Regions from separate parts of the Pan troglodytes genome. Here regions 1 and 2 are each linked to region 3. Evidence: chromatin contacts called from public Hi-C data. All regions are on one chromosome and are shown on one strand. The core of a region is the stretch at or near the end of the contact, and the rest is flanking DNA. Distances in the headings are between cores, read along the strand shown. Region 1 holds the start of FMNL1 (formin like 1). Region 2 holds the start of HEXIM1 (HEXIM P-TEFb complex subunit 1). Region 3 overlaps ARHGAP27 (Rho GTPase activating protein 27).

Region 1 (2,700 bases), core at 8-2,507, 170 kb after region 3:
CCCCACCCTCCCTCATCTTACTCCCTTCAGTGGCTTGGAAAGGATGCCCCAAGATAAAGACCCACAGGCACCCTGGCTCTGACATATGGCGGGGTAGAAACACAGATACCTCCTGGCCATGATCCGACAACCCCATTCCCCGCAGCCCAGGCGCCCAACAAATCAGGACCCAACACCTCCAGCAGGTCTCCCGCTCCCGGGAGGTTGTAACCCTTTCATCTTTGACTCCAGACACAGAAAGGCAGATGCCCCAGACCCGCGCCCGGTGGCTGGGCCTGCGTGCAGTGGGGAAGGGGGCGACCCGGGACCCCTGTGCGTGCCCCGCTCCCAACTTCTTCACAGGACAGACTTGTTTAGACCTTTAGACCCAGCTGGGGTGGAGGTGTCTTAGGGAGGGAGACCGGGCGATAACTGAAAAAAGTTTTGGGGGGAGAGTGCTAAGTCACTCTGAAAAAAAGGCCACTGTCGCTCCCACCTCCCGGAGGGGGCAGCTGCCGGACCGGGGATCTCCAAGCGGCACCTGAGTCCCCGGGGGCGGGGACGCGCGCCCAGCCCCTGCCGCGCCCCTGCCGCCCCCCGCCCGCGCCCGACCCGCCTCCGGGTCGCACTCACCAGGGCGCGGTTGAACCTCTCCTCCAGCTCTCCGGCCGCGGGCATCGGCTGCTTGGGAGGCGCGGGCTGCTTGGGGGGCGGCGCGGCGGGGCCCGCGGGCTGCTCGGCGCTGCCGGCCGCGTTGCCCATGGTGGTCCCCACCCAGCCGGCCAGGCGCCTCCAGCCTCGGAAATCCAGCTTTCCGGGGGACGGGGACGAGGCTCCCGACCCGGGCGGGGGCGAGGGGGCAGCGGCTGGCGGCGGCGGCGGGGGTCTCGGCGGCGGGGGCGCTCGGCTCAGCGGCGCGCAGGGGCCGGAGCGCGGCGTCCCATCGGGGCGGCCCCGTCCGTGGGACCGGGCGGCGAGCTGCAGGGTTGGGGGAGGAAGTCAGGCTGCAGGCCGCCGGGGCCAGAGGGCTGGGCCGGGGGCAGGAAGCTGCGGCGCTGGCTCCCCCCTCGGCGATTTTCGAACTTCTGCTGTCGCTCCCCGTGCGCGCAAACCGCAGTTCGCCGCCGCCGCCGGGCACCCAGCCCCAGGGGGGCGGGCTGGAGGGAGGGGGCGGGCGCTGGCCGGGGGACCCCCGCAACCATGGCGGGCGGGGAGTGGGCTGCCGAGCCGCTTCACCTGCCGCAGAGGGGGCGGCCGGCGCCGCTTCACCTGCCGGAGCGGGAGGCCACCGAGGCGAGGCCGAGGCGGCGGCGCGCTCGGCGGCGCCTCCGGGTCCTAGAACCGCATCCTCCCGCTCGCCTCGGGCGAGGGATTGGCCGGGTCTGGGTGAGGGGGGTCACGGCTTGGGGATCGGAGGGGCACATCTTCTCCGCACCGAGGATCTCAGCGACTGCGAGCACGGCTCGGAGACCCACGGTGGTGCAGCGTTGGCGCGCCAGGGCTGCGTTCCCGTCTCGGGTCCCGGACTGAGAAGGTGGGAACCCCCTTCCAGGCCCCCCACCTTTTATTTCTCTCCTCCCCTGCTTAGCCCAGAGACGAGCTGAGGACCAGGGGGAGCCATCTCCAAACAGGAACTCCTAAACAGGGTGGGGGGCGCGGACGCAGGCCAGTGGAGACCCCCGCCACCTGTCCCACCTCGACCAACCGTGCGCCTGTGCAGGGCACCCCTACAGGTTTTAGAATGGGGGCACCTATGGAATATGGCAGGCTGCGAGAAGCTGGGCCCGCCAAGGTGGTCCCAAGGAGGAGTGGGGGGTTGCGGAAAGGAGGATGAGAGCCAGCCACAAGGCTGGAAAAGGAGCGGGCACCGCAGAGGAGGGAAAAAGAATCTTGACACTGTCACCGCCAGGGATCTAGGGGGGCCTCTCACCTTGGAGAATAACAATCTCTGATGTCTGCTAATTACAGAAATACTTTCAGAGCTCTTTCATTCATCCTGACAATGGCCAGAGAAGGTAGGTATTGGTAGCCTTATTTTAGAGATGGGGAAACTGAGGCAGAGAGTAGGTAAGTAAGCTGTCCAAGGGCACTCAGCTAACAAAGGACAGAAGCAAGCCTCCTCACTGTCTACCTCCAAAACCTACACTGCTGTCCTGGCCCTCCACTGCCCATCTCATGTAGGATGGGAGAGTATGGGGGGCTGGGGTCCCATCTACAGCCTGAATTTGACTTTCAGTTGCTCCTCTCATTCCTCATTTAATTTGTGGGGATCCCCAACTGACCCCTCCCTACACTTCCAGGGCACTGAGGAGGGAGGGCCCGCTGAAGGAGCCCCGAATTATCTCTAGGCCAGGTCAGGAGCCATTAGTGTCCCCTCCCCTGACAGCATCCTCCTCCTTCTGCCCTCACATTCAGAGCCACTGACAAGACTTTAAGCAAGAGACGGAAAGTTAACATCTAATCTGGAGGAAGACCCTGGAAGGAGCCAGCCCCTTCCCCCAGGCTGACCTGGTTTAAGCCTTTCTTCTGCTAAGGTCACCAGCACCCCAGATGGGTGAGAGATGTGATCACTGGTTTCATGGCCTGACCAAGGACCTCCAAGGTGAGTCAAAGCAGGATTCTCCTTGGGCATGCAGGGAAAATGATCCATTCCCTGCACACTGCCATATTCTCCCTCTCAGACAGACCAGAGCCTTGCCCTTGGGTCCTTGCCCTTGAGAT
Region 2 (2,700 bases), core at 3-2,502, 250 kb after region 3:
AAGATTCGATGGCCTATGAGAGTCCACACAGAATATTTTTATGAAAAGGTGCGTTATAAAGGCTATTATCGTATTTTGTTCTCAGCGGAAGGGTTCCGAAGGTTATGAACCTTTATTAACTAACGCAAGAATGGTTTATTCCTAAAAAGTAGTCCCTAAAATGTAAAAGAATTAAATCCTATAAAGAGAGACGTCGGCCCACGGCTGCTAACTCGCGAGTCTTAAGATCATAGAAATGGCTTCACGGCGGGTGGTGAGTGCCTGAGACTGACACTTGCGGAAGGATATCGCGAGCACATTTTGTAAAGAACGAAAAGCGCATGAAGAAGTAAACAAATGAAGAATAAAAAGTGCCGCCTTAAAGGGACAGTGTGACTGCGTTTAGCGCCGCAGGCTCGCACTAGGCCTCGGAAGACGAAAACGCGGGTTCGAGTCCCGGTGACGCCGACTCCCGGACTGACCTCGGTACCCTTAGCTGAAGGTGGCGGAGTCCCAGCCCCAGCCTGGTCTCAGAAAGCCGCCCCCGCCCCAGGGGCAAATGCAAACTGGTGATTCGCGACCAAGGCTCTTCCCTGGGCCGAGATCGGAAAGCCGGGGCCGGGGGCGGGCGGGGGAGTGGAGGGGGAAGCGGGGGAAGGCCTCGCCCCCACGCCTCAGCTTCTGTCGAAGAAAATGGCCTCCTGGGGCCGATTTGGTCTTTTCACTTCCGACCGAGATCATTTCCTGAGCCGGGACAGAGGAGGTCCGGGACAGCCATGAGGCTGTTTGTTGGGAGGAGTTCGGAATGATTAATGAGTTGAAATCATCAGCCCTGGCTATCCGAGAGGGAAGCAGGTCTCACCCGCAGAGGCCCTTCTTCATCAGTGGGCGCTGGGCAAGACTGGGAGGGAAGCATGGAGGAGGCCTTGCTCCGAAACTTGCGGCAGGGGATTCTGGCGCAGGGCTCGGGGGGCCGATTCCCCCGGGGGCGTAGTTTCTCAGAGAAATTCTCTAGACCCAAGCCCCCAGCCCTCCATAAACAGGGACTGAGAGGACCCAGAGAACCCTCCATACCAGTCACTGAGGCCTAAAATCTTGGCGCCCTTTCCACTTCTCCTTCGCCACACATCCAGTGACCCTTTCTTCTTATTGCTTCCTTAATAGCATCCCTGACATTCCAGCACGTTTGCACTGTGCACCTTTTACGCACAGAACCATGTGACCTCACCACAGCCTGGCAAGTTAGACACGATAGGAATGAGTGTCTCCATTTTACAGATAAGGCATCTCTAAGACACTGGAAAATAAGTGACTTGTCCAAGGTCACATGACAACCATGGGGCAGTTCTGGCTAGAGCGCTGGTCTTTGTGACCCCCCCATGCCATTTTTCTTTCTGTCACAAACACAAAACCCATTTTTTCTTAAAATCGGGGAAAACTCTGGATTTCGTTCTTTTTATTCCCAACAACTTCAACCTTATTCAGCCCCTATATCATTTGACAAACAGGAGGGTACAAAGAGGGGTGGGATGCCATTCTTGCCTTCAAGTTGCTCCTGGACTGTGGAGAGGCCATCAGACCACAGCCAGCCTAAATGGCAAGTGAGGGAAATCCCGGTGGGAGCTGATGAGCCGAGTGCATGGGAGCTGGGAATTATGGACAAGTGTCAGGAGCAAGTGACTTCCTGGCTGGCTCTGAAAGATGAAGAGCTTTCAGGCAAAGTGGCACGAAGAGGGGCATTTTAGGAAGACCAAGCATCATGTGCCAGGAAAGGGCTAGTCTGGGACTTCGGTGGCTCTGGGCAGTGTGAGATATCGGGGGTGGGGGCCAGTGGTGATGGGCATGGCCAGTGTAGATGCCTCTAAGGGGAGCCGCAAGCACGCGGGCCTCTGGGCACAGCTATATGTTCTGAAAATGAACACCTTCGTTTGTTTTGTCTGGGCTTCCAAGAATTCGGGTCCACCTGAAAAGTTCCCCACTCCATGTGGCTTCATCCCTTAGGAGGCTTCCTGAGAGCAAGAACTGCCCCTCAGAGCACTCCTGGAGGAAAAAGGGATTTTGCAGAGAACTTGGTTATCACAGAGAGTTATCACAGAGACCTCCAAATTGTTACCCCATCTTCAGACTCCAGAGGATTCTGGGGTACCCCCAGTCAGGGCATTTGGAAGGCACTGCTGAGCCTAGCCTCAGTGTCCTGGACTGGGCTCCACTGTATGGTCTCATGTGTTCTATTGGGGGAGAGGTGGACTGACGAATAGGTTGTGGAATTCTAGAATTCTGTCAAGGGGCCAGGCAACCTTACTGTTAGCTGGGTTCTAACCCTTTGCCAGGCATTTAACATGCCCCATCACTGGTAAACCCCAGGACTGCCTTATGAAAAAGAGATCAACTCTATTTCACAAAAGAGGCCACCCAAGCCCAGAGCAGTTAAGAATCTTCCCCAAGGGGGCCGGGCGCGGTGGCTCACGCCTGTAATCCTAGCACTTTGGGAGGCCGAGGCGGGCGGATCACGAGGTCAGGAGATTGAGACCATCCTGGCTAACATGGTGAAACCCTATCTCTACTAAAAATACAAAAAATTAGCCCGGCGTGGTGGCGCCCGCCTGTAGTCCCAGCTACTTCCGGGAGGCTGAGGCAGGAGAATCGCTTGAACCTGGGAGGCGGAGGTTGCAATGAGCCGAGATCGCGCCACTGCACTCCAGCCTGACAACAAAGCGAGAC
Region 3 (2,700 bases), core at 31-2,530:
CTACATCAAAGGTACCCGAGGCCTGCGGGGGGCGGGGACCCGGGACCGGGACGGGGCGCAGGCTGGGCAGGAGCTGATGAGCCTCTGCCCTAGACCAGGTGTTCGGCTGCGCGCTGGCCGCGCTGTGTGAGCGCGAGAGGAGCCGGGTGCCACGCTTCGTGCAGCAGTGCATCCGCGCCGTCGAGGCCCGCGGTACGTGCGCTGCGGGGGTGAGGGCGGCAGGCATTGGGGTGCCCGCAGGCCTCCTGCCAGGACCGCAGGCTGGAGACCCCTGGATGGACGCAGGGTCCAGGGGGAAAGTACGGGAGGCCCCGAGTGGGAGTCATAGCAGGGACCCGTAGCCCCACCCTATCCCCATCCCTGAACCCGGGATCAGCGCCTCCCTCTGGCCCAGGGCTGGACATCGACGGGCTGTACCGCATCAGTGGAAACCTGGCCACCATCCAGAAGCTACGCTATAAGGTGGACCACGGTGAGGCCCGTCCCCAACCCCTGCCCCAGGGCCTGAAGGCGCAAGGGGTACTGATTTCCCTTCCGTCCTCCTCCCTTCCTCCGCCACAGATGAGCGCCTTGACCTGGATGACGGGCGCTGGGAGGACGTCCACGTTATCACCGGAGCCCTGAAGCTCTTCTTTCGGGAGCTGCCCGAGCCCCTCTTCCCCTTCTCGCACTTCCGCCAGTTCATTGCGGCCATCAGTGAGCACCTGGGGCAGGTGGGGCGGATGGGGTAGGGGCGTGGCGGGGCACCCCTTTAGCAGGCTCCCCTCGCCCAGCCGATACCCCCTACCTCCCGTTCCGACTCCCTCCCTCTAAACCTTCCCTCACCCAGAGTTGCAGGACCAGGCCCGGCGCAGCCGCTGTGTGCGTGACTTGGTGCGCTCGCTGCCCGCCCCCAACCACGACACTCTGCGGATGCTCTTCCAGCACCTCTGCCGGTGAGCCGGGCGGCCCGCGCGGGAAGGGGGAGGCAGGTCCCGGCTGAAGCCCCCAGCGCCTCCCCGCAGTTCGGAGCCCTGAACCCACCCACCCCTGCCACAGGGTGATCGAGCACGGCGAGCAGAACCGCATGTCGGTGCAGAGCGTGGCCATTGTGTTCGGGCCCACGCTGCTGCGGCCCGAGGTGGAAGAGACCAGCATGCCCATGACCATGGTGTTCCAGAACCAGGTGGTGGAGCTCATCCTGCAGCAGTGCGCGGACATCTTCCCGCCGCAATGACTGCCGGCCTGTGATTGGGGCGGCGGCCGCGGTCCTGCCACACAAGCTGGGCGGCGGAGGCCACGCAGCCGGGCCTTCTTCTCTCTGGGACCCTCCGCCAGCGCATAGCTGCAGGCCGGTGTGACTTCTGCACCCTCGGTTCTGAGGGTACGGTGACCCCTAGTGGGCAGTTTGCAAAATGTGATTCCTTCCTCCCAACTCCCCATCCCCCCCTTCCCTTCCCGTCACGTCCTGTTTGGGGGTTAATTAGGTTTTTTCTCTGTTGCATCGCGCCTACTGTGCGTGTGCGATAGCGTGTGTGGGGGTGAGAGTTTGTTTTCTGGAATGGTAGGTGCTGGGAGGAGGAGTTTGATGGAGGGCTTCCTGGCTGCTTCTGGCCCTCACCTCGTGGAGGCCTTCACAGAGACCCTGTGGGCCCTGGCCCTGTGCTGGCACTGTGCCAGTCATGAAGCAGCTGTGATCACTTCCCCACTGTGGAAACAGGACTGACCCAGCCTTCAGCGTGGGCTGCTGAAGCTATCCTCCTCAGGCCTCAGGGATGACCTCCTGCCTGAGCCTCTCACAGGCTGGCTGTGGGCCAGTTTCATCTGCTTTCCTGTTGGGGGTCCCGGGCCTCTGCTGTCCCTGACCCACTGGTGTTCTGTGCAAGGCTTCTTCCCATTCACCAAGTGCACACCTTGCATCTGCCGCTCGGCATGCACCAGTTCCACACACCATCCCATTTTACAGACAAGGACGCTGAGGCCTGCAGCAGCAGTGTGACTTGCTCAAGGTCCAGTGAGTGACCTCATTCCCCAGAAAAGGCTCCTCCCACACCAGAGTACAGCCTGGGTAGGGGGAAAATCAGTTCTTTCAGCTACCACCCATCCAACCTTTGGGCCTATGCGAAAAGAAAGGAACTAAGCTGGGTGTGTTCTGTCTGGACCTGGGGAGGCCCCTGAAGGCAAAGAGGGAAACTGTCCCAGCTGTTCTGTCCTAGGGGAGGGGGACATAGCCCTAGCAGGAGCTCCCAGCCCCTCTTGGCACTCTGACACACAAGTACGCCCATCTGGGGCCCGCTTTGCCATGAAGAGCTGGGCAGGCCTGCAGGGTGTGGGGAAGGAGGACACAACCTCAAGAAAGGAAGCGTGAACCCCAGGGAACAGCGGGTCCCTTCCCTCCTCAGACACAAGCCACCTCAGCCTGTGGCTCTTGGCCCCCAGCCCCACCAACCCACCTGTTCATTTATTCAACAGACAATGACAGCTGATATTTATTGGACATTTGCACCATGCCAAGCATTCGGCTTGGATTATCCCATTTGTTTCTCACAGCCGGTATTTATTGTCTGCTCTTCTGTGCCAGGTGCTGTGCTCTGGGCAGGGGCACTGCATGGGCTGCCTGCCCTGGTGGAGCTTGTGGTCTGATGGGTGAGGCTGACCCAAGCCCACCCCATTGCCAACAGGGCCAGGGCAAGAGTACACACAGGGGCCTCATACCGTATG

What was found. Hi-C and Micro-C count contacts between places; a contact is called where the count stands out from the background.
Region 1: a Hi-C map of stem cell-derived neural progenitor cells shows a contact between it and region 3, with 4 times the contacts expected there. The contact joins the promoter of FMNL1 here to the enhancer-like site in region 3. A contact is called at or near these places in 5 of 7 Hi-C or Micro-C datasets (blood, induced pluripotent stem cells, a lymphoblastoid cell line and 1 more), 1 of 1 datasets of contacts at active chromatin or transcription factors (stem cell-derived excitatory neurons) and 1 of 1 other capture datasets (stem cell-derived neural stem cells).
Region 2: a contact with region 3 is called in a Hi-C map of stem cell-derived neural progenitor cells, with 4 times the contacts expected there. The contact joins the promoter of HEXIM1 here to the enhancer-like site in region 3. A contact is called at or near these places in 1 of 7 Hi-C or Micro-C datasets (stem cell-derived neural progenitor cells) and 1 of 1 datasets of contacts at active chromatin or transcription factors (stem cell-derived excitatory neurons).

The regions. Positions count from the first base shown.
Region 1 is chr19:22,615,242-22,617,941 of NHGRI_mPanTro3-v2.0_pri, forward strand. FMNL1 (formin like 1) reads right to left here and starts at 1,258. Exons shown (of 26, transcript XR_010152820.1): 1 at 613-1,258.
Region 2 is chr19:22,689,320-22,692,019 of NHGRI_mPanTro3-v2.0_pri, forward strand. HEXIM1 (HEXIM P-TEFb complex subunit 1) reads right to left here and starts at 1,253. Exons shown (of 1, transcript XM_511566.9): 1 at 1-1,253.
Region 3 is chr19:22,440,826-22,443,525 of NHGRI_mPanTro3-v2.0_pri, forward strand. ARHGAP27 (Rho GTPase activating protein 27) reads left to right here. Exons shown (of 20, transcript XM_016931597.4): 15 at 1-11; 16 at 94-192; 17 at 395-472; 18 at 562-696; 19 at 830-935; 20 at 1,039-2,700. The coding sequence ends at 1,216. Among named protein-coding and RNA genes, the nearest start is that of ARHGAP27, 38 kb to the left of the region's middle. Within about 2 kb of position 1,281, at least 7 of the 24 cell types and tissues checked have an H3K27ac peak or open chromatin away from gene starts, as enhancers often do. A contact at or near this core is called in stem cell-derived excitatory neurons and stem cell-derived neural progenitor cells, where this site is marked.